Regions from separate parts of the Mus musculus genome. Here regions 1, 2 and 3 are each linked to region 4. A link is a contact called in public HiChIP or PLAC-seq and Micro-C data. All regions are on one chromosome and are shown on one strand. The core of a region is the stretch at or near the end of the contact, and the rest is flanking DNA. Distances in the headings are between cores, read along the strand shown.

What was found. Hi-C and Micro-C count contacts between places; a contact is called where the count stands out from the background. HiChIP or PLAC-seq counts read pairs in DNA pulled down with a chosen protein or histone mark.
Region 1: a Micro-C map of embryonic stem cells shows a contact between it and region 4, with 5 times the contacts expected there. The contact joins the promoter of Nol4l here to the promoter of Plagl2 in region 4. A contact is called at or near these places in 12 of 39 promoter capture datasets (the 3T3-L1 cell line, the C10 cell line, cranial neural crest and 8 more), 2 of 484 Hi-C or Micro-C datasets (both in embryonic stem cells), 4 of 115 datasets of contacts at active chromatin or transcription factors (CD8 T cells, embryonic stem cells and memory CD8 T cells) and 2 of 9 other capture datasets (adipose tissue and liver).
Region 2: an H3K4me3 HiChIP or PLAC-seq map of fetal liver shows a contact between it and region 4, with 3 times the contacts expected there. The contact joins the enhancer-like site here to the promoter of Plagl2 in region 4. A contact is called at or near these places in 8 of 39 promoter capture datasets (the 3T3-L1 cell line, the HPC-7 cell line, the SN4741 cell line and 5 more), 3 of 484 Hi-C or Micro-C datasets (the HL-1 cell line, the N1E-115 cell line and embryonic stem cells), 7 of 115 datasets of contacts at active chromatin or transcription factors (embryonic forebrain, embryonic limb bud, embryonic stem cells and 4 more) and 3 of 9 other capture datasets (adipose tissue, embryonic stem cells and pancreatic islet).
Region 3: a Micro-C map of embryonic stem cells shows a contact between it and region 4, with 6 times the contacts expected there. The contact joins the promoter of Mapre1 here to the promoter of Plagl2 in region 4. A contact is called at or near these places in 1 of 39 promoter capture datasets (erythroid cells) and 1 of 484 Hi-C or Micro-C datasets (embryonic stem cells).

The regions. Positions count from the first base shown.
Region 1 is chr2:153,528,602-153,534,347 of GRCm38.p6, forward strand. Nol4l (nucleolar protein 4-like) reads right to left here and starts at 1,370. Exons shown (of 11, transcript NM_001134300.2): 1 at 841-1,370. The coding sequence starts at 1,161.
Region 2 is chr2:153,558,869-153,564,692 of GRCm38.p6, forward strand. No RefSeq gene overlaps it. Among named protein-coding and RNA genes, the nearest start is that of Nol4l, 32 kb to the left of the region's middle. Within about 2 kb of position 2,498, at least 171 of the 459 cell types and tissues checked have an H3K27ac peak or open chromatin away from gene starts, as enhancers often do. A contact at or near this core is called in the HPC-7 cell line, the N1E-115 cell line, embryonic forebrain and 7 more, where this site is marked.
Region 3 is chr2:153,736,684-153,742,616 of GRCm38.p6, forward strand. Mapre1 (microtubule-associated protein, RP/EB family, member 1) reads left to right here and starts at 4,604. Exons shown (of 7, transcript NM_007896.3): 1 at 4,604-4,736.
Region 4 is chr2:153,239,757-153,246,364 of GRCm38.p6, forward strand. Plagl2 (pleiomorphic adenoma gene-like 2) reads right to left here and starts at 1,602. Exons shown (of 3, transcript NM_018807.5): 1 at 1,520-1,602. Pofut1 (protein O-fucosyltransferase 1) reads left to right here and starts at 1,776. Exons shown (of 7, transcript NM_080463.3): 1 at 1,776-1,969; 2 at 3,882-4,003. The coding sequence starts at 1,831.

The DNA.
Region 1 (5,746 bases), core at 120-2,619, 290 kb after region 4:
GGGATGCCCCCGCCCGGCCACTGGCCACCAGCCTCCTTTCCCGGGGCTGCGGTTACCCGCCCCCCTCCCCAGCGCCAACCGGGCCAGCCTGAGAGACGGGGGAGGGGAGGGGATGAATAGGTCATGCCGCCCCCGTCCCAGGGTGGGGGGAGCGCGGGGCCCGGGGGGCGGCGGGGACGCCCCACCCACCCTTGGGAGGCTGCTCCTGCGCCAGGCTGCGGCTCTGGCTGCCCCTCCCCGGGCCAGTGCCGGGTGGGGTCGGGGCGACAGTGCCAGGGCTAGCCCCCTCCCCTAGTGCGGGGAGGCCCAGTGGACTCCCCGTCCCGCCGCTGCCCCTGCCTCCCCACCCCCGCAGCACCACCCTACACACACACACATAGATACACGCGCGCGCGCACACACACACACACACACACACGCACACACACACCGCCCAGCCGGCCCGGGGGCGGGAGCGCGAGGCGCCCGGGACAGGCGGCCTCCGGGCGGGAGGGGGGGAGGCTGGAGCTCCGTAGCAGCCGCCTGCTGGCTGGGGGGAAAGGGGGAGGGGAGGGGACGAGAGGACAGAACACGCTGGGGTGAGCAGCCCGGGACAGCCCGCCCGTCACGGCCATGGCCCGATCAGCGGCGCAGAGGGGGCAGGGACGCCCCAAACCCCGAGCGCTGCCCGGGCGGGCCAGGGAGGGCTAGTGAGCAGGGACACGCACGCCCCGGGTGGGCTAGACACACGGACAACCCCAGAAACACACCATTCGGACACACATCCACACCCCCACCCCGCCCCCGCCCTCCCCAATCCCGGCCACGGGACTAGCCCGCGGCCGCCGCGCGCGCACTCACCGAGCCCGTCTTGACCGGCACATACACCACTTGGCCCATCTTGGGTTCCCGGCCGCTGCCCAGGCGGAAGCCCTTGGAGCGCACCCAGAACTGGAACTTGCCTTTCTCGCCCGCCGCCGGGCCGCTGCCCGCGCCGGTCCCGCCGCCACCCTGCAGGACCTCGGCGATCCGCTGGTATTTGCTGCGTGTCACTGTCTTGGTTTTAGCCGAGTCGCCGTAGGTGCGCAGGCACCAGTCCCGGAACTGGCGGCCCAGCTCCGAGTCCCCGGGGCTGCGCTCGCGCTCCCAGCCCCCGCGCAGCAGCAGCGTCGGCTTCGGCATCCTCCCGCCGCGCCCGGCGCCCTCGGGGGCGGGCCGGCCACCGGGCCGCCCGGTGCTGGAACTGGGCTGGGCTGGGCCGGGCTGGGCAGGGGCGCGCCGCGGCCCGGGCTGTCCCGCGGTGTGGCTCTGGCGCGGCTGCTGGATGGGCGCGGGCGGCGGCCGGACGCGCGGGGCTGCGGCGCGCTCTGTCCTGCTCGGGCGGCGGCGGCGGCGGCGGCGGCGTTGGCGGCGGCGGCTCCGACTCGCCTCCTGCTCCGCCTCCTCCTCCCCCCGGCCGGGATGCAGGAGAGATGGAGGCAGCTCCGGGCCCGGAGGTGCAGAGGGGGCGGGCCGCCCCGCGGGCGGCCAGGGGAGGCGGGAGGCGGGGAGCGGCCCCGGGCACGGGGAGCGAGACCGAGCCTGGGCGCGGGCGGCAGCGGTGGCTGTCAGCTTGCGCGGCTCATCCTGCTCCTGCTCTGGCTCCGGCTGGGGCTCCCGCTGCTGCTGCTCTTCCTCCTCCTCCTCCTCCTCCTCCCGCGCCCGCCTCCACCACGCCGCGGGATCCCACCTGTTAGAGCGGCGCAGGCTGCGCCGCCGCCCGCCCCCCTCCCTCCCGCGCCCGCGCGCCCAGCCCCGCCCGGCCCGGCCCCTGGGGGCGCGGGGGCTGCTGCACCCGCAGCGGCCGGGAGGGCAGCAGCGGCAGGCGCGCGGTACCCAGCTAGGGATCGTGTTCCATCCGGCTGGTTCGGCCCACAGCCTGGAAGGCCGCACTCTGTCGGGACGGGCTGACTGTCCCGCAGGCAGTAGGGCACAGATCATAGCCCAGACACTGGCGTCCCCAGCCTCCCCGATTGGGTCGTCTTAGCCGAGGTAGCCCAACCCTGGCGGTGTGGGACAGGCTCCTCTCCTCACTCCTGCAATTGGCCTGACCGCTCTGGTGTCAGTATGGGTGCCAGAATAGGAATGTTCCCCCGGGGGGGGGACCCCAAGCCACCACCCTTTGGACCCCCAAACTTTCTCTCCTTCCACCTCATCTGAATTCCCCCAAGATTGGCCGGCCTTGCCTTAGTGTAGGTGGGGGTGGGTAGCCCCAGGCCCTATAGAAGTCACCTTGTCCGGTGGCCTTCCTGGTGCCAACCTCACTGAGCCTCTGAAGACCTTGAACACACCCACAAACCCATTCTGAGAAGCCTGACCTTCCCGGATGCACCTTGGCCTAGAATCCCTTGGAGAATAAACTTAGTGATCTCACACCCCCTCCCACCTGAGCAGATCTGACCAGTGTAGAACTTCCTCCTCCCCTATGAATTATAAGCATAAATAAAGGTTCAAGTCAATCCTCGAAGATTTCTGCCTTCCTTTCTTATCAGGGCATAAGAAATTACTGCATTATCCTTTCTGCTGTCCCCTGGCGGCCACCCCCATGTCATCAGGCCACTCTTACAGACACATTATCACTCAAGAGTTGAGTCCCAGAACAGGATCATTTTCTGCCTAAGAACTCCAAGGTGCCCATACCCGAGTCATTGAGACAATTGTGTGCCAGGCCCTGGCAGCTGTGAAGCCATCCCCATCTTAGAGAAGGGGGCCTCGGGATTCGAGAGGTGGCCTGATCTACTCAAGGTCATGAGAAAGAGGGAGATGGGGTGTGAGTTTCGGCTCAGTTCTGCCTGACACCCGCTACCATTTCACACATATGCCTCCCCTCTCAGGTGGGAGCTACAGCTCGCTCCCCACACCCCTCCAGCCAGAGTCTCCAGATGCTCAGGGCCCATATCTGACTCATCCCTGAATTTCCCGGCCCTGGTACAGCATCTGGCACACAGTAGGTGCCAATAAATGCTGGGAAGAACCTAAGGGGTCTTCCAAGTTCCAACCTCTCTGTATGTCACATAGATTATTTTTAGATAATTTACATTTCCATGTTACTTTATATACGCCAACAACTCCACACTCACTTTTCCTCCTCATCTTCCCAAGATCTCTTTTTGGATCCCTGCTGCTATACCCACTTTAAAGAGGTGGCCACTGGGAGCTGGGCGTGGGGATAAAAGAGGCAGAAAGATTGAGTTCAAGGCCAGTCTCCATAGCATACATAGTAAGCTTCAAGACAGGTTGGGTTCCACTGGGGATCAGAGAAGGGAAAGTTCTAGCAAAAGATGACCAGCCCTGGAGTCTAGGGGCTTCTACATGACTTTTCAAGTGTAAAGACATCCCTCCAGCTGGCTCCCCCCCCAAACCCCCACTCCCCACCCCCAGCCCTCCACCCCTCACCACCACCACCACCACCACCCCACCCCCCACCCCCACCCTCAGCTAAGAGCCAACGTGTTCTGCCTGCCAGTGCTCCTGATCATTGAATAAAGGGGTCCTGTAGGTGGCAGGGTCATTGTCTCAGCCCACCAAATAACCACTAATCCAGACCACCTCTCCACCAGTCTAGGTCTTTGCCTGCTTTTCAGGTCCCAAATATCTACTTGTTAGTCTTGGACTGAGGTCTAGTATGTCTGGTGAGCTTTGTGCAGACATCAGTCAGACTTGGAATCAAATCCAGTTGGGATTTGAAGTAGCATACTCCATGATCCTAGGCTCCACCCCACAGCTTCCATTCTTGCTGGATGGCCCCAACTTTCTCAGCTGTGGGTTAAGCAGTATGTCATGGATAGAAATACTAAAGATACTAGATGTAAGGATATCTGCTGTATAAGGTACTCAATGAGGGTCCTCTTCTTCATGGGGAACCACAAAGTATTAAGGGTGGGAAATGACATTTACTGATACCTGTTTTTGGTGTTTCATTCTTTTGGCAAACATTGGTAGAAACATGTTTGTGGGATTCTCACAGCCCCACTCTCCTGAAACTCCTCAGTGGGTGGGGCGAATGGCTTTCAAGCAAACCAGCTGTCAGTCATTGAAATTGCGGGAAAGGGGCCATGGTGGAAACAGCATACTATGAAGTACTATGGAGTAAATAATGCAGGAAGTGGCTGCTATTCTTAGGGGCTAGGCAGGCCCCTCTGAGGAGGGAGGCTTGGAGAGGTGCCTTCAATGGCAGGTGCCCTGGAGCCAGTCATGCTAAGATCCAGGCAAATAGCCTTCTAGGCAGAGGGAACAGCAGAGACAAAAGCCCTCCTGTGAGATGGGGCCAGGAAGATGGCTCAGCAACCTATTGAAGGTGCTTGCCGCTGAACCTGATAACCTGAGTTCAAACCTCAGGACCCACATACTAGACAGAACCAATTCCCGCAAGCTGCCCTCTGACCTCCACATGGCATGTCCCACTGCCCTCCCTGAAATAGATATATAAATGTAATTTTAAAAATTTTAAACCAGACATAGTAGCACATACCTTTCATCCCAACACTAGGGAGGCAGAGACAGATGGATCTCTGTGAGTTTGACACCAACCTGTTCTCCAAGAGAGCCAGGACAGTCAGAGCTATGTAGAGAGATCTTGTCTTTTAAAAACAAAGCAAAACAAACAAACAAAGCCGGGCGTGGTGGCGCACGCCTTTAATCCCAGCACTCGGGAGGCAGAGGCAGGCGGATTTCTGAGTTCGAGGCCAGCCTGGTCTACAGAGTGAGTTCCAGGACAGCCAGGACTACACAGAGAAACCCTGTCTCGAAAAGCCAAAAAAAAAAAAAAAAATATATATATATATATATATATATATATATATATATATGTATATATATATATTCTAGAAAGCAGAATTGGTGAGCAGAGAGGGGTTGGAAATCAGGAATTTTGTCTTTTGTTTTCTGAGACAGTCTTAGAAGTCGCTGGCTGGCCTGGAACTTGCTATATAGACCAGGCTAGTCTTGAACTCCCAGAGATCCACCCACCTCTGCCTCCTGAGTGCTGGGATTAAAGGTATGTGCTCCTATGCCCAGAAGACTGCAGGAGTCTTGATGACCAGGGGGAGACTCTGGATTGTAGCCTAGATGCATAGGAGCTAGTTAGAGACTGGGTATGGAGGGAGTGAGGGAAGAGGGAAGCTTCAAAGCTATGAGAGCTGAAGCTTGGGCTTCTCCCCATTGCTCCCCAATATCAGGCATATATAGCCTCTTGTCTCAAGAAGTGCTGGAAAGAGACTGAAGAGAGCTGAATCCTGGGGTGAGGATGGTCTTCTAACCCCACACTCATCCCCGCTACTGTGGAAACAGATCTCTGGAACTCTGGCCTGTTCCTGTCAACAGCATCCTGCCCCCAGAGGATGCTGGGTCAGGGCATCTCCCCACATCTGCTCCTCTCTTCCTCTCCTTCCAGACCCCTGTCAAGGGGACAAAGGAAGTTGCCTATTAGCCAAAGACTAGTGAAATGCCCTGTTTGGTTTTTTGTTAAGGTGCATTTATTTTATTTTATGAGTATGAGAGGTTTGCCTACATGTATGTATGTATACCAGTTCCATGTAGTGCCTACAAGAGGCCAGAAGAGGGTACTAGATCTCCTGGAACTGGAGTTGCAGAAAGGTGTAAGCCTCCACGTGTGTGCTGGGAACTGAACCCATATCCTCTACAAGATATGCAAATGCTCTTAACCTCTGAGCCATCTCTTCAGCCCCTACCTGGGGTTTTTTGTTTGTTTGCTTGTTTTTGTGTTTTG
Region 2 (5,824 bases), core at 1,248-3,747, 320 kb after region 4:
ACAAAAAACCATGACCAAAAGTGACTTGGGGAAGAAAGGGTTTATCTCAGGTTATGTGTCCGGATCACAGTGCATCCTGAAGAGAAGTCAGGGAAGAACTGGAGGCAGGGACCTAGAGGCAGGGACTGAAGCAGAAGCCATGGGTGTGTGTGTGTGTGTGTGTGTGTGTGTGCTGCTTGTGGGACCTAGAGGCAGGGACTGAAGCAGAAGCCATGGGTGTGTGTGTGTGTGTGTGTGTGTGTGTGCTGCTTGTGGGACCTAGAGGCAGGGACTGAAGCAGAAGCCATGGGGTGTGTGTGTGTGTGTGTGTGTGTGTGTGTGTGTGTGTGTGCTGCTTGTGGCTTACTCCCCGTGGCTTTCTTGGCCTGTTTTCTTGCACACCTCAGGACCACCTGCCCGGGGATGGGATTGTCCACATCAATCATTAATTAATGTCCTGTAGGATTGCATCAGACTGCTGGCAGGCCAGTCTGGTGAAGGCATTGTCTCAGTTGAGCTCCCTCTTTACAAATAACTCCAGTTTGTATCAAGTTGACAAACACCAAGAGGACAGAGCTAGGTGCCCTTCAGAGGCTCACTGTAGAACTCAGGGTCTTGATGACCCAGGAACCCAGTCCAAGCTGAGTCCCCTCATGTCCCCAAATCCTGTCCGCTCCTCAGATCCTCCAGTGACTCTCTAGTCTAGGATGTTCTCCTGACTTTCCCAGTGTCCTCTCTCCCCTACAGGAGGTGTCATTAATCCCTGTGACTGCCTGGGCCCTGCCCCACACAGGGCTCCATCTCAGGCCTTTCTCACCTCTTTCTTCTCTTCCCAGTCTATGCCTCAGACTGGTGGGGACTCCGGAGTCTTGGGACTCCAGGGATTAGCCTATTTGCACCCACCTCCTCACTGGGCTGTGAATTCCCACATCCCAGAGCCTGCCCAGCCCAGCTGGCATGAGCCCAGAAAAACCTTAGGGGGGCCCAGCAGAGCCAAAGGGGCCTTGGTAAACATCAAGGTCTGCCTGCCTCCCCCTGTTGTAACAACAATATGAAAAGACACCGTTTCTAACTGTAACACTGGCTCACACTTCCCACGAGCCAGGTGCCACACACACTCTCCGCTCTGCTTTCTTTAAACCCTGCACTGTCTACAGGAACACATCGTGCTACATCCTAGGCTTTCAAAGAAGAAAATCAAAGAGCAGAAAAACTGACTCAACCCCCTGAGGTCAGAGGCCGAACTCCTGGCTAACCATTGAACAGCACGGCCAGATAGCTTGGAGTGGTAAACGGGACTCCATAGCACTGTTGAGACAATGACAAGAGTCCACACAGCTTTTTTGCTGTGTGAACTTAGACAAGTCTCGTATCTCTCTGGCCTCAATTCTCCTGCCTACAAAATGAACATAAACAATCCTCACTAATACAGCTTCCACAAGAGGGAAGAAGGAAGGCTGGACCTCCTACAATAGGATGGGTAAGGTGATTTGGTGGTCTCAAGGCCCCTCCCCTCACAGGCGAAACAAAAACAAAAACAGAAAAACAAACAGAGCCAATCCTGCTAAAGGCAGTGGCAGCGTGGTGCCTCTTTGAGAGGACCTGGGTGACTGAGCCATAAACATCGTTCCTAAGGGAGCTCCAGCAACCACAGCGTGTAGCACTCCTGGAGAGGGTTGGCATTGTTGGTAGTTAGATTTGGTGTCCTGGGTCTGTGGCTAGCAGCTGAAGAGAGGGACATGCACGGGCCCAGTTGAGCCCTAAGTACTGGAAGTCTGGGCACACCCGCCCGCCCCCATACCTGCTATCACCGTCCCACCTGGCAAGGGGAATGGTGCTTCCCCTGAGACTCCCCTGGGCTGTGCCAGCCTCCTGGTGCTGACAAAGCCTCCTCCCCTGCCCCCAGAGACGAATGAGCCTGTGAGAGTGCCAACAGAGGGAGCTGGGGGCTGTGCCTAGGGCTCATGCCACCCGCCCCGACCTTCCCAAGGCGCCCATGTCTCCCCCTGCCCCTTGGCCGCGGCTGGGGCGCCAGCCCCGTTGCTATGGCTGCCGCTCTGAGGAAGCTGCAGCTGGGTAATTATTGCGAACATCCATCCTGCCTCCTGCCCGCCCCAGAGCTGGGTAGCTAGCTGGTGGCCAAGGCTAGGACAGCCCCTCCTGGGCTCCCCACTGGCCACACCCAGCTAGCCTGGCTAGGTGCCCACTGAAGAGGAAAGGAGGGAAGACAAGCCGACAGAACAGGAACCGACCGAAGGAGCCCCCAAACTCCTGCCCTCAGCCTAGCCCAGCCTCAGAGCTGACCAACCAGACTGGCTCTTATTTTTCCAGCTGCATATGAAGCCAGCCTGAAAGCCTCCAGGGGCGAAGGGAAGCTGTCCCTGCCTTTCCTGGGTAGGGGAGCCTGTGGGAGTGTAATGACTCTGGCCTCTCACACAGCGACTGTCCCACTGCACGAGGAGTCCCCTGGGGCCCCACTGCAGGGCTCTGCCACCTCCTCCGCCCCAGAAGCTCGCCCTGGCCCTGGTGTCTAAATATAGCTCAGTCTGGCTGTGCTTGAAGTCACACAGACTCCTAACTGCCCTGGGTGGCCATGTGGAGGGTAGTGAGGGATATCCATTCAGCTACCCCAGACCCATCTCAGGAGCGCAGAGGGCGCCAGGCACCCAGCTGGGCTTGGTGCACATGGGAAGCTGGGGGGTGGGGGCTCTTGCCTTTCACACAATCCCCTCCAGTCCTGCACAGATATGATTAAGAAATTCCCTCTTAAAGAGAAGGGGAGGTCTCCTCACCCAGTCTGGGGACAGCAGGAAAGGGGGAGGGGGAGCAGTGCCGCAGAAGGCTTGCCAGAAGCAAAAGGACAGGTCAGAGTAGAGGGAAGGACAGAATGGCCTAAGGGAAGAGACCCTGGGATGGTTTCCTGTGATAAGAGCGTGGGGTGTACCACAGCGGCACAAGGCTCTGGGACAGTAGCTGGGACAGAAGGCTGCAGAGCACAAGGACACTGCTTTTCTTCCCCTTGGCCTCACTGTGCTCTGCACCGCTGACCTTGGAGGGTGCTTGGCAGAGGAGGTGTGCCCGGATCCTAGTATCTAGGAGTTCCTGAGACAGGAGCAGTCCCAGGGGAAGTAGGGCAGGTGGCAGGGCAGGGTAGTGGGTCATAGAGAAAGAAGAAGAAGAAGAAGAAGAAGAAGAAGAAGAAGAAGAAGAAGAAGAAGAAGAAGAAGAAGAGGAGGAGGAGGAGGAGGAGGAGGAGGAGGAGGAGGAGGAGGAGGAGGAGGAGGAAGAGGAGGAGGAGGAGGAGGAGGAAACAGGACGTAGGGGCGAGAGGCTGCGTGCCCTCCCATCCCCCTCCGCGGTCACAATGCCACCTAGTTTTGTGTCAACTTGACCCAAGCTAGAGTCGTTTGGGAAGAGGGAACCTCAGTGGAGGAAATGCTGCCACCAGATCGCCTTGTGGGACATTTTCTTGAAGATGATTGTGCGAGGGAGCCTGCTTTATTGTGAGTAGTGCTACACCCAGGCAGGTGGCCCTGGGTTAAAAGAAAGCAGGCTGAGTGAGCCTGAGGAGTAAGCCATTAAGCAGCACTCCTCCGTGGCTTCTGCTCCAGTCCTGGCCTCCAGTTTCCACCCTAACTTCCTGCCCTGACTTCCCTCAATGATGGACTATAATCTGTGAGGCAACACAAACCCTCTCCTCCGCACGTTGCTTCTAGTCATGTGTTTCACAGCAAAACAAAAACCCTAACTAAGACAGTCCAGGGCCCCTCAGGGGGACATCTGCTGAAGGAGAGCTCAGGCTGGTGCACAGACAAACCTAGGGCAACTGTCCATTCAGTGGCGAAAATGGCTAGGGCCCCAGTCTTTGTCATAGGGGCATCTCAGTTTTGATGTTCTTTAGGTGTCTGTCACACTTGCAGTCACAGCAATCAATCTCCCCCAATGACTTTCCCATTCCACAGCTCAGGCTGCCTTCCACTAGCTGGACACTGGGACAGAAGGAGGGAAGTGTCACTCCCAGACTGGGAAACTGAGGCTTGTTGAGGTGAAGAGATTTATCCAGAAGAGGAGAGAGGAGAGGGATGGGCGTCAAGCGCCCATCACTGGGGTAGCAAAAGAGGAGAACATAAAACTCAAAACTCAGGCTGGAGAGATGGCTCAGTGGTTAAGAGCACTGACTGCTCTTCCAAAGGTTCTGAGTTCAAATCCCAGCAACCACATGGTGGCTCACAACCATCCGTAATGAGATCTGATGCCCTCTTCTGGAGTGTCTGAAGACAGCTACAGTGTACTTACAAATAATAAATAAAATAAGTCTTTAAAAAAACCAAAAAACTCAAAACTCAAAATCGGGCCCCACACCCTTTAGCACTATGCCAACTGGGAATACAAGCCAGAGGGCAGGCACGGAGGAAACAGACAAGGCCCTTGGGAATTGTCAAGTCAGATCGCCAGTTCTTCTATCTTATAGATCAGAAGCTAAGGCTATGGCCAGCCCTAGACCCAAAGCAGGCTGCTGTTTCTCAGCTTCTGGATAGCAGACACTGGGTGGTGGAGTCCTGCTGACCCTGGCTAAGGTCAGCTAGCCATCTAGTATAAGGTCTATTGAGTGTGCGCAGGAAGAGCGGGTACCAGTGCAGGAGAACCCTGAGCTGACTGCAGCTACAGAGACCTGGAGCTTGAGTTACGGCCACCTGAGTGAAGCAGGGCATACCACAAGTCAGCACCAGTCATTTGTAGGGTTCGCATTCATCCAGGTGTCAATGAGGCTGAGCGTCAGGCAGCAAAATAGAAGAGGTGGGCAGAACAGGCACCAAAGAGTATCTGGCACCTGGTGTGGTGGTACACATCTTTAATCCTAGCCCTCTAAAGCAGACTCGGGGATCTTTCTGAGTTGAGGATAGCCTGGTCTACATAGTGGTCAGTTCTAGGACAGCTGGCCTACATGGTGAGACCCTGTCTCCAAAAAGCTGATGGAAGCTGGGGGTGATGATGCATGCTTTTAATTCCAGCATTCGAGGCCAGCCTAGTCTACACAGAAAATTCCAGGTATGCAGGACTGCACAAAGAAACCCTGACCTGCCCCCCCCCCCGGCCACTCCAAAATAATGGTATGTGGTGTGGTGTAGGGGGGTGTAGCTGGAGAAATTGCTCAGTGTTTGAAAGTACTTGCTGTTCAGAGGACCCAGATTCAGTTCCTAAGCACCCATACACATTAGGTAGCTCACAACCATCTGTAACTCCAGTTCCAAGGGATCTGGGCATGTATAAGTGTCTTACCTGTTTGCATGTGCTTCAGACACATACACATACCCAAGAAGCAAGTAACTAAATCCATTAATAAGCTACTTTAAAGATTTATTTGTTTATTTTATATATATGAATACACCATTGCTCTCTTCAGACACACCAGAAGAGGGCATTAGATCCCATTACAGATGCTCGTGAGCCACCATGTGGCTGCTGGGAATTGAACTCAGGACCGCTGGAAGAACAGTCAGTGCTCTTAACCACTGAGCCATTTCTTCAGCCCCATAAACTAATTTAAAAAGAGTGCCTGGGGCTGAAAAGATGGCTCAATAATCAAGAGCACTTGCGCTATTCTTGCAGAGGATCTGGGTTCCGTTCACAAGCACCCACTTACCAGCTAACAACTGAGATTAATTCCAGTTCCAAGGCATCTCACTCCCTCTTCTGGCCTCCATGGGCATTGCATGCCATGCATGCAGGTAAGACACTCATACACATAAAATAAACATAAATGAAATTAAAAAAACAAAACAAACAAACAAAAAACCCAGGGCCTGACATGCACTAAGGCCTTTAGACACACTAGCCAGAATGT
Region 3 (5,933 bases), core at 3,354-5,853, 500 kb after region 4:
TGTGAGTGTGTGTGTGCCAGGACAGAGTAGTACACATCCCAGATTGGCCTTGAAGTTGTATCCTCTTGCCTTCAGCTGCAAAGTGCTGGGATTAGAGGCTGAGGTCACCATAACCATTTCTCTGACAGGATGGAATTCTCATTTTCACTTATTTTCTGGCCTTTTCTGATAAAAAATGTAATGAGATGAAGATGATCTCCATGTGTTAGTTACTTCTCTTGTCACTGTGAGCAAGTGTGTCAGGTGTGTGGGGACAGCATGGTGACAGGCCTCTCTGCAGTGCTGCGAGTGTGAGGCAGTGCATTTACATCCCAGTGGCAGAGGAAACAGAGAAAGGGTAATGCCAGCGCTCAGGTGGCTTTCTTCCTTCCCCCTTTTTCGGTTCAGTCCAAGACCCCAGGCTATGGCAAGGTCCCTACCACGCTCAGTTCATGCTCATGCTCAGCATGGGTCTTCCTTCCTCACTTAAACCTCTTGGAAAATGTCTGCCCTCACAGTCATGACTAGACTCTAAAGATGATCAAATTGTCACTACAAATTACCGGTGGGATTAATCAGGCCACGAGCTCCTCTCTCTTCTCTATCCGAGCTGTCATGGAGTCTAGGTGAGGTTTATTTTACAAGCTCTGACTCAGGCACCTCCCGAGACTCCCTGTGCTTCTAGAACTGAGTCTATATTTCATCCTGTACTAGAAGCATCCCCACCTCACCCCAGATAAGAGGGTATTGCTTCGTAGGCCAGGTTGGCCTAGAACTCGTAGTCCTTCTACCTCAGCCCCCAAATGTTAGGATTCCAGGTGTGTACCACCACACCCCTCTCAAAGGACTGCTGACCTTTCCCATTGATCTCATCCCCACAGTAATGACCTCACATCCTAAGCAAATGCCCGTAGAGAATGAAATGATGACATTGTACAACTTGATAATTGGCATGAAGGGAAAGGCCTCAGACCTTGCTAACATTTATTGAGCAATTACTATGTGCTAGGTGCTAAGAACTTTACACAGGCTGGGCGTGGTGGTGCACGCCTTTAATCCCAGCACTGGGAGGCAGAGGCAGGTGGATTTCTGAGTTCGAGGCCAGCCTGGTCTACAGTGTGAGTTCCAGGACAGCCAGGACTATACAGAGAAACCCTGTTTCGAAAAACCAAAAAAACCAAAAAAAAAAACAAAAAAACAAAAAAACCTTTACACAGGACTGTGGTAAAGCACTTGCCATCCATGCATGAGGAACACTGTTTGGATCCTCAGCACCCACCTAAAAAGCCTGGTGGGTAAGCAGCCCATCTGTAACCTCAGTACTTGGGAAGCGGAGATGAGGATCATCAGGGTAAGCTGACTGGCTAGACTAGAGAATTGGTGAGTTCTGGATTCAAGTGTGAGACCCTGTTTCAGTCTACAAGGTGAAGAGTGATAGAGGAAGGTTCTTGGTATCAACCCTGGGCTCTGTACCTGGAGATACGCATGCATGCACACAGGCACACATACAAACAATCAGGCATGAACACACACATACATGTGTATAAAAAAATTAGAGTTGCACAAAAGAAGAAAAACTTTATGCAGATCTATTTTCTCCCAGGGGTGCTGGAGAGGGAATTCAGGGCTGTGTGTGTGTTAGACAAAGACTCTGCTGTTAAGTTATGATCCCAGTCAATACATATCTCATTTAATCTCAAGTCTGAGCAGAGGCAGGGCTTAAACTCAGATCTACTAACTTTGCTACTTAGGATATGTTTCTAATATAAAATAGCATTATCAATGTTATTGCAAAGCATTTACAAATATTTTTGGTAGATTATTGTTATTGATGTTTCATTATAATGTTAATTTTTTAAAATAACACATAGCCTAGGCTGTACATGGAGTTCCTGTCTTCCTGACCCACTAAATTCCAAGATCACAGCACACTCTGCTCTTTCCTCTTGCTTGTATTTTTCGATATCAACCCTTTTATAAGGGTAGTAGCTCATCTTTTGGGACCAGTGTCAACTCTGGGGCGTCTTCCCATGCTGCAAAGCAAAGTCAAGTCTGTTGTAAGATGCTTGGAGTTCTACTTACCATGGAAACTGGCAGTGTGCAGGCTGGGAATGCAGCTGGCAGAGGCCTTGCCTAGCACACCCAAAGCCCTAGGTTTGATTGTCCAGCATCACATAGAATGGGCATGGTAATACACAGCTTTAATCCCAGAACTCAGGAGGGAGAGGCAGGAGGATCAGCAATAAGTCATCCACTGCCACCTTGTCAGATTCTTAGCCATTCCTGAGCTTCAGCAATTAGGACTAGGTCCAGGAATGGCCAGGAGGTAAGCACCTTGCTATACATACACTGGCTTGGCCTAGCCCTCAATCGATCTGTTAGTAAACCAAGTTTCGAGTCACTGATGTGTCTAGTTTGCCTCCTTTGCCAGAGTAGAAATGTTAGGAGGTCATAGGCTATGTCTAGTTTTAGCTCACCATCAAATGCCTAGGGTCTGTCTCTTTGCTTAGAGACAATAAATGCTGGCAGCCAGGCTTGGTGGTACAGGCCTGTAATCCCAGCATTTGAAAAGTAGTAACAGGAGGGTAGGAGTTCAAGGTTATCCTCAGCCACATAGGATGCAGGAGACTGATCTGGGCTATATTAGACCCTATCTCAAAAAGAATTATGAATATATAAATAAGTGGTATTGTGGCAGAGAAAGCATTCTGTGACCTGTGATTCTGGGCAAGTCAGCTGGCTTCTCTGAGCCTGTTTCCTCTGCTGTGAAGTGCTGCAGTTCATCTTTTCTTCCTATATACAAGCACTGAGACACAGTCTGGAGCTAGAACAGGAAATTGCCTCCATGCAAAAGCAGAAGATAAAGGCATTAAAAAGTAAGGAAACATTTGCAGTGCTAAGAATAAACCAGATGACATTGCAGGTGCTCTTACATGGTGACTTAGTTTTTCATTAAGGTGCTGTGCTGGGCAGTTTTATAACACCTTGACACACGCTAATGTCATTTGAGAGGAGGGAATCTCAATTAAGAAAATGCCTCCCTAAGATGAGCCCTTAGGCAAGCTGGTAAAGTGTTTTCTTAGTCATTGATGGGGGAATCTCATCAGCCCACTGTGGGTTAGGACACCTCTGTGCTGGTGTGGTCTAGGGTTGTGTACTGGCTAGTTTTGTGTCAACTTGACACAGCTGGAGTTATCATAGAGAAAGGAGCATCAGTTGGGGAAAGGCCTCCAGGAGATCCAGCCGCAAGTCATTTTCTCAATTAGTGATCAAGTGGGGAGGGCCCCTTGTGGGTGGGACCATCTCTGGGCTGGTATTCTTGGGTTCTATAAGAGAGCAGGCTGAGCAAGCCAGGGGAACTAAGCCAGTAAAGAACATCCTTCCATGTCCTCTGCATCAGCTCCTGCTTCCTGACCTGTTTGAGTTCCAGTCTTGACTTCCTTTGGTGATGAACAGCAATGTGGGAGAGTAAGCTGAATAAATCCTTTCCTCCCCAAGTGCTTCTTGGTCATGATGTTTGTGCAGGAATAGAAACCCTGACTAAGACAGGTTGTATAAGAAAGCAGGCTGAGCAAGCCATGAGGAGTAAGCTAGTAACCGACATCCCTCCATGGCTTCTGCATCCACTCCTGGCTCTAGGTTCCTGCCCTGTTTTCCTTCAGTGATGAACAGAGATAATATGGAAGAGTAAGCTAAATAAGCACTCTCCTCTCCAAGTTGCTTTGGTCATGTTTCATTACAGGAATTGTAACACTAACTAAAACAGGCGCCAAATCTTTTTTTTTTTTTTTAAATTTAAAGGCAAACAATAACTGTGTAGCTCTCTGGCTGGCCTTGATCTCAGAGATTCTCTTGTCTCTACCTACTGAGTCCTGGGATTAAACGTTCATACCACCACAGTTATTTGTGGGCATATTTGCGTGTGTGTAGGCATGCGAGTGGCACTGCCCATGTGTGTTAGTCAGAGGACAACTTGCAGGACTCGCGTCTCACCTTCTATCAGTGGGTCCTGGGGTTTGAACTCATGTTGTCAGGTTTGGGGGCATGCACCTGCTAAAGCATTTCGATGGCCATTTTTTCTTTGTTGAGACCAGATCTCGCTGTGTAGCTCTGGCTAGCTTGCTACTGTAGACCAGGCTGGCCTTGAATTTACAGTGATTCTCTTTCCTGTCCAAGTGTACACGAGTGGCCTAGCACTCCCAGTTTTTTCTTTCTGAGACAGGGTCTCGTGTACCTCAGGCTGAACTCCCAGAGAGAGGGTCTGGGATGATGACAAAACGATTTGCTGGCAAGATAGGTGTGTTCCACCACAGCTGCCATCTGTGGTGTTGGGGACTGAAACCAGGGATTCATGTATGCTAGGCGAGCTAACCTTCCTCCCGAGCCTATTCATTAATCCATCTTGGTCAAACGAATTTTCTTCTGGGCTACAGCAAACCAGAATGTGCAACTGGACTCCGCCTCCTCAGAGGACTCACACGTCATTGGTCGCAACTGACCACGTGCCCAACAGGCTTGCTCCCCGCCCCCGGGCATGCCAGCTGTCGATCAAGCATTCGGCCCCGCCTCCGGCTCGCAGGCCAGTCCGTCTCTATAAAAGGCCGGGCGGGAGATGACGAGCCCCTGCGTCGGCGCGTCACGGCGGGGTGCGTGTGAGGTCATCGCGCGCGGGCGGGCGGGGTCCGACGGTTTGAACGAGACGAAGACGGAACCGGAGCCGGGCGCGCGGACGGCGGACGCGGGTCCTGAGAAAGCCGGTGAGGCGGCTGGCGGGCCCGGGCGGCGGCAGCAGTCGGGAATTCACGGGAGGCGGCTCCTCGTGAGCAGTGCGGAGCCGCGCGGGCAGTGGGGGGGAAGGGCGGGGCCGCGATCCGGTGCGCGGCCTGGGCCGGGGGCGCGCGCTCCGTTGTCCCGGGGGCGGGGCGTGGGCCGGAAGTGGGGGCTGCCTAGTGGTGACCGGCGAAGTCCTGACTTTGCGGCTGGGCCTGGAGGGTGTGTGCCCACGGGCGCGCGCGCGCGCGCGCGAGGGGCGCGGTGGGGACCCTGGGTGTAGGAGGCGTCGTTGCATAATGGGTGGGAGTTGGTCCGCGGAGTTGGCCGCAGAGTGCGACCTTAGGCAGGCGCTTCAGCCTCCCCGTGCCTCAGTTTCCTCCTCCGTAAAATGGAGACAGTAGAATTAAGCACAGAAAGGTTTCAGCTCGGTGCCTGGCAGAAGTCAGGCGGTCCGCGGGTGGTGGTTGAGTGCCTAGTAAATGCTAGGCCCCGGTCTCATCAGGGAGTAGACAGGCAAAGACATGCTTTCTAGGAGTCTGCTTTGTGGGTAGAGAGCCAGGAAGCAAGAAAATGAATACATGGCCAAGATAATTTCTGTAATTACTGTAAAAGGGCGATACCAGTACTGCAGGGTATAGCCTGACCTCTGCATCTTGGCGATGAGGATCCGGTGGCCCATTGAGGGAAGTTCAGCTAGGCCTGATGTCTGCCGGTGATGGGATGTCTTGACTAGCATTAATCAAGATAGCTCTTTAATGGGCACTTGTGTATAAGGCATTGTGTTAAGAGCTTGATGTAGCATTGTGTCATTTAATAGTCACATTGCCTTGAAAAGATGCTATCTTTATTCTCTTTCTTTCCCCTCTGTTGTGTTTTGCTCATTTTATTTTCTCTGTGGGGCTGAGAGGTGACTGCAGTTCCCCCACTGTGCTGAGCTGCTCATCATTCTTTTACAGAGGCGAGTCTGAGACTTTGGGTAGGGAAAGGACTTGCCTTACGTTGTCCAGCAAGTAACTCAACTCCAGAGTCATATCCTGTGTGCTACTCCTCCTTCTCCATCTAGAAACTGTTTCATACTTTTGTGGTGTCAAAGTGCCAGGACATAGAAGCTTGGGAGGCGGTGTGCTTTTCTGATACTTACCACAGCTCTGTGAGGAAGGTAGGGTCTTATTCATTTTACA
Region 4 (6,608 bases), core at 352-2,851:
AGGCCTTGACCTGGACATCAGAAACCAATCCAAAAGCATTCTGGCTGGCTGGAAAACAGTAAGAAGGAACGGAGGAATGGGAAGAGCTGCCCACTTCCCAAGGCCAGCGCGCGCGCGCACACACACAACACCCCGGAATGGTGGGAGAATTAAATTACAGGGAGGCCTGAGAGTCTCAGTGACTTGCATCATTCCAAGAAACATCAAACAGGATTAACAGGGGTAGGATTTACTCTCGGGCTGGTAGTTCTTCTGTCAGTGTAGATGGGCCTCTTTGGAGTCCCTTTGATTCCCTATTTCCTCAGATTCCCGCTGCCTCCCAGCCCTGGGGAGGCCTGGAGCAAATGGCTGCAACTCACTCGGGCCTCATTTTCACCTACCACCCCTCCGCAACTTAGCAGCCTTTCCCCCAAGAGGAGAGGGTTAGAAACCCAAGGCCAGACTTATCACAGCCCCAGGCTGACAGGTGGAAAAACACACAAGCCAGGAGTCGGTATGCTTGCAGGTGAAAGCCCCAACTCCCAACACGGCCAGGAACGCGGCCCGCCACCGCGCCACCGCCCCCTCCCCCCCCCCCCCCCGCGACCCCGATCTGTTCCAAGCTGGACTGAAGCATGGGGCTGAAGTTGTAGGAAGTCTGGCCCTTAGGCCAGCGGAGAGACTACCCTATTTTGTAGTGTGAAATGTTAAATTCTCCCCACAATTGGAAGGTGGATGTAAAGAGTGGAGACAAGAGACGGGAATTCAATAGTAAGTCTAAAAAGTCTAATAGGATCTGGGGTGGGAAGAGCAAGCATGCACGGTAAAGAATTACGAGCACGTTATTTGAGTCTCTAAGAGACCCCATGGGGGGAAGAGGTAGGGAGATTCTAAAGGTCGAAAGAGCGAGTTCTCTGAATTTCAAACGGGTGTAGAAATGGGACCCTCCCGAAGGAAAATGCCTAAACTTTCCACAATATGATCACTGGGAAGGGAACTTCAGCTAGGGCTTTATTTTGGGTTCTTCGGCCCGAGGTACTGCAGAAAAGCCTGAAAGCAGGTTTATGAAAGTCTGGAAAACGAAAGAGCTTAGAGCAGACTATTTGGAGCAGGAAAAGGAAGGTTATGTGGGTCGGGGTAGGCGTGTCCGAGGGTGGGAACAGGTGCAGCTTATCTATGCCCCCCAGACCGCGATCCCGAGGAAGGTTAGCTGCGTGTTATCTGGGTCTCCAGGGAGTCTGGGGGGTCCAGACTAGGGGACCCTCAGGCTGAGTTTCCAGGTCTAGGAATGGAGGGAGCCTGAAAGGCTTGTTCCGGTCCCCTGGGCACAGGTCTGAGGTCCGGGGAACGTTTTCGTCACTACGGGGCCTATCGGGGGCCCGGCTAGAGCAAAGGGGGCCCCTACTCAGGGGTGTGGGCGACCGCGCTGGGCGGCCCGAAGTGAGGGGCGCCGCCGCTCCGAGAGCCGGGCGTGTGGGCGCAGCGCGACGGCCTCCCGCCCCGCTCCCCACCATCCCCCAGGACCCTCGCCGGCACTCACTGCGCTCGGGACCCCGCGCTGCGGGCCGGGCCGCGCTCGGGCTCCGCCAGGCCCGCTCAGGCCCCGGTAGTGGCGGCGGTCGGGCCATTGTGCGGTGCATTGTGGGAGCCGCGCGAGCGGGCGCTCGGGTCGTGGAGGGGGCGGTGCCGCGGGCTCTCTATGGTCCCGCCCGCCCGCGGGCTAGAGAGGCCCAGCCGGCGCGCGGGCGGCGCGCGGGGAGCACTGGGAGCGGGGCGGCCACTCGCGCCTCTTCTTCCCTCCCACCCCCTCCCCGCCTCCGGGCCGTGGCACTCTGGGGCTCTGCCGTCGACATGGGCGCCGCCGCGTGGGCACCGCCACACCTGCTGCTGCGGGCGTCTTTCCTGCTTCTGCTGCTGTTGCTGCCGCTCCGCGGGCGGTCAGCGGGCTCCTGGGACCTGGCCGGTTACCTGCTCTACTGTCCCTGCATGGGTAAGGCCTCCGGAACCCTCTGCTTAAACGGAGAAACTGAGGCGGAGGAGGCGGAGCCACTTCTCTGAGGCGCCCGGAGACTTCTCAGGTCCAGAGGAGAACACCAGAGAGGGGCAGGGCCTGTGTTCTTCCCTGCCCTACTTGCCTGGGTACAGAGGACCCATTGGTGTTCAACTTGCCATTCGACAGATGGGAGAAGTTAAGTGACTCACTCGAGGTCTAATCAGTCTCAGATCAGTAGATGGAGTTTGTAGGACAAGACCTGCCCGCACTGTCTCGTGGCAATTCTTGCATTCATTCAGCAAAGAATTTATATGCCCCCCCCCCTTTTTTTTAATGTCCCAGGCGCTGTTGTCTGTGCTGGTGGTGAATGAAACAGATAAATCTCATAGGATTCTTCATTTTAGGAAGACAGACAATAAAAAGTTTTTAAGTGCGTGCAGAATTTGTACAAGATGATTCAAACTGGGGTAATAAAAGATAACCAAGGACTCCTAAGAACCAGCGGAGGGATGCAACTTAAATGCAGTCGTGGATCATCATTATATAATCCATCCCTTCTCTCAATCCTTGAGTAGCTTGCATTCCTGACCATGGCCATCATCTGATGGCCTGACCTTGCAAGATTGGCTCCACTCTTCTCCACACCCCTTCTCCCATGGCCCTCTGGCTACAGCCATAGTAACCGGCTTTCTATTGCTTACAGACATAAAGGTCTATGAGCTATTCTTCTCGGAGTACCTTCCTATAATTTCTGCTAACTCTTTCTCATCCTTGAAGTCTCAACATACGTGTCACCAAAGAGGACTCCATTGACCTCTCTACTTGTCATTTCCTGAGTCTCCCTGTCACCAAACCTTTTCATTTTTTCCCTTGCAATCATCAAAATATACCATAAGGAATTTGTTTTCATGTTTAGTGTCTCCTAACCTGAATTAGAATGGAATGCCTTGAGGACAGAAACCTTATCCTTCTGATTTTATATTATAACATCTAGCACAGTACCTGGCACATTTCAGCCTTGCAGTGTTTCTGGAATGGATGAATGGCTGCCATATTGATGATAGCCAAATGTGCTTGCATACAACTTTAATCTCAGCACTAGAAGCCAGAGGCAGGTGGATTTCTGTGAGTTTAAGGCCAACCTGATCACATAGAGAATTCCAGAGTAGCCAGGGCTACATAGTGAGACTCTGGCAAAACAAAACAAACAAAAACCAGATAGACCTTTGTGTTTAAAGCATTCACAGCCTGCATAGACAGCCAATACAAAAAGCTGGAAAATGAAAGCAGACATATAAATGACTGAAGTGTTTATAGCTAAATGGTAAAGCATTTACCCAGCATGTCAGAGATACTAGGTTAAATACCCAGCACATAAATACATAATCTGATTCACAGCTGTAATTCTAGCATGTAAGAGGTGGAGGTAACATGCAGGAAGATTGTTACAAGTTCAATGACAGACTGGTCTACAGAACAAGTTCCAGGACTATATAGATCCTGTCTCAAAAAACAAAACAAAACAAACCTCAATGCCGTGCTGAGAGTAAAGGAAATGGATAGGAGTTGTTTAAAAGTGTCTTAGCAAATGAAGCATCAGGGTCACCTTCATGTACAAGTGAGTGGAGACAGGTCTGAGGACACTGCTGGCAAAGATGGCAGGTAGAGTGGGGATGATTATAACATGTTTGAGAAACAGCATGGACTCTGGTGGGGCAGTGGCAGAAGGACCAGGACCTACAGGCCCTCAGATGTCAAACCTGGAAGTCTGGACTTTCTCTCCTGTGCCAGTGTTGCTAGCTCACTGTTCCTTGGCCTTCCCCAGTCTTGAATGCACATCTTTGCTGAGCCCTTCGTACACCATGCCATTAGGCCCCAGGCCACTCTACCCACAATGTACCATTTCCAGGGCGCTTTGGGAACCAGGCTGATCACTTCTTGGGCTCCCTGGCATTTGCGAAGCTGCTGAACCGCACCTTGGCTGTACCTCCATGGATTGAATACCAACATCACAAGCCTCCTTTCACCAACGTGAGTATTTCTGCTGACCTAGACCCTTGCCCATCCTTCCCCACACTTGCAGACTTGCTTGACTCCAAGGCCTCTGGGTTTTCTTCCAATCTGCTGTTGTCCTCTTCTCTACCTAGAAATAGCAATAACTAGCTTTTTTTTTTTTTAACCGAACACCTGTCATGTACCCCGCATTGTCTGAACGCTAGATGAGGGTTAGCTCATCTTTCCTATAGCTAATCCTCGAGGAAACCAAGGTCTAGAGAGGAGAGGTAACTTAGGTAACTTGCCAAAGACTGCACAGCCTGTGGGTAGTAGATCTTTTTTTTTTTTTTTTTTTTTTTTGCTTTTTCGAGACAGGGTTTCTCTGTGTAGCCCTGGCTGACCTGGCACTCACTTTGTAGACCAGGCTGGCCTCGAACTCAGAAATCCGCCTGCCTCTGCCTCCCAAGTGCTGGGATTAAAGGCGTGCGCCACCACGCCCGGCTTTTTTTTTTTTTTTTTTAAAGATTTATTTATTTATTATATGTAAGTACACTGTGTTTGTCCTCAGATACTTCAAGAGGGCATTAGATTTTGTTACGGATGGTTGTGAGCCACCATGTGGTTGCTGGGATTTGAACTCAGGACCTTCGGAAGAGCAGTTGGCGCTCTTAACCACTGAGCCATCTCGCCAGCCCCCTTAACCACTGAGCCATCTCGCCAGCCCCCAGTAGATCTTGAATTGAACCCCAAGGCTGTCTACTTTAAGAGACTGTGTCTTGAAACCAAAGCCTCCATTTCCAGTCCCAATTCACCTTACCTTATAGATATATTGGTCAGTAATAGGTGACAAGTGCTACTATCAACTTTAAAAGGGAGGCTGAGGCATGGGCTAGTTAATAGTATATCGGAGGCCACCAACCCGGATAGCAGCGTGGCTCCTGTGTTGCCTACTCCCATCAAGGGGCTCCCTGGGCATGATGTGCAGCCTCTGATATTAGCTTATTCCTTGTGTCTTCCAATAGCCTTGTGTTCCATTTGTTCACTGTGTCCCCAGAGACCTCATGTAGGAAATTAATATTTAATGAATTGATTTTAAAAGTAAGTAGTTAGCAAAGTTGTACTTAGCGTGAACAAAACATTGTATTACACTCCAATGCCTCTTTTTTCATAAATTTAATTTCTCCTTTCATGTATTCCTCTTTTTGGAGATACTTTTCCCTCCCTGCAGTGCTATGGACTGGGTCCAGGTTTTATAAATCCTATGTACCCCTGACCCGGAAAAGCTTATTGATAGAAGCTGAAACCCAGACTGCAGTGTAACTTAGCCACTTCCTAATTGCATAGCAAATTACTTAGCTTTCTGTGCCTCAGTTTCCTCATCTTTACAATAACCTGTGATGATTGGCTACCTCTCATGGTGAGAACTGAACAGGGGTTACTGATAGTCAATTCCCTGACTGTGCCTCACACCTTCCTCTTAAAATGAGCTGAGCTCCTGAGTATATAGAATCCAGGACACAGGAAGTGCCTTAGCTTCCGGGATCCTTGGATCTGACTTGTTGAGCTTCACTGATAGATTTAGGTATTGCTGGCTGGCTGGCTTGCTGGCTTGCTGTATCCTTGCCCTCTCATCCAGTTGTCATAGTGAGTCTCCACTTCTTTGCTTCCTGTGGGTGTATTAGCCTGTTTCAAGTGAGCTTCTCTTTCCTGTCACAACTGTTCTCACTGAGGTCACCAGGGACCCCAAAGTAGCCAAATCAAGGTTCATTTCTCAAGCTGTATCTTACTTGACCACCCAATGGTTCATGGTCCTGTAAGCCTTTCCTCTTCCTAAACTTCCCTTCTCCCCTGGCTTCCAGGACATAGCCACATTTGTGTGCCTTACTTAGGGGCTCCTCTCTCCACCTGGAGTTCTGGCACTTGGGAGGCTCAAGTAGGAAGATTGCTTTGAGCTTAAGTCCAACCTGGGTTACATGGGAATATCCCCAAACATTTTTTAAAAGAAACCTAAGTGAATAAATAATGCACTCATGAACAGATTGAAGGATCATTATAGTAGCCCCATAATTCCCTTCCCTCTTCTAATCTTAACTAATAAGTGCATTCTCTCCTCTGTTAGCATATAAAGTCTCCCCCCCCCCAAAAAAAAAGGCAAACCTTGCTGGGTGGTAATGAAGGCCTCTAAGTCTAGCACTTGTGAGGCCAGTTGGAATTACAGACAAGTACCAGGCTAGCTAGGGCTGTATAGTGTGACCATGTCTCTTAAAAAGTTCCTGTTTGGTTTCAGAAATGCTGTTCTCCATTCCCATGCTCCGAAACATTTAGCTTGAGAGTGGACAGCAGCATAGCAGAGGCCTTGGGAAGTCCTGCTGAGTAAAGGAGCCAGTATGCTTTTCTATTAGGGAAAAAAAAAACCAAAGCATTGTAGGTAAAATCAATGAGGAGTGTGCTAACCCTTCTCTCTCTCCTGGAAGTCCCCATGAACTGTGCGATATGACCCCTGCTTCTTCCCTGGGCTTCCACTAAGTCACTGAGTGTTGCTGTCTGCATCTCCTGTAGAAAGCACAGGAGCATGTCTTCCTGGGGGTTTGGGCCCCAAGTAGCTGCTCCAAAGCTGCCACTTCTACTATTAGCCTTGTAC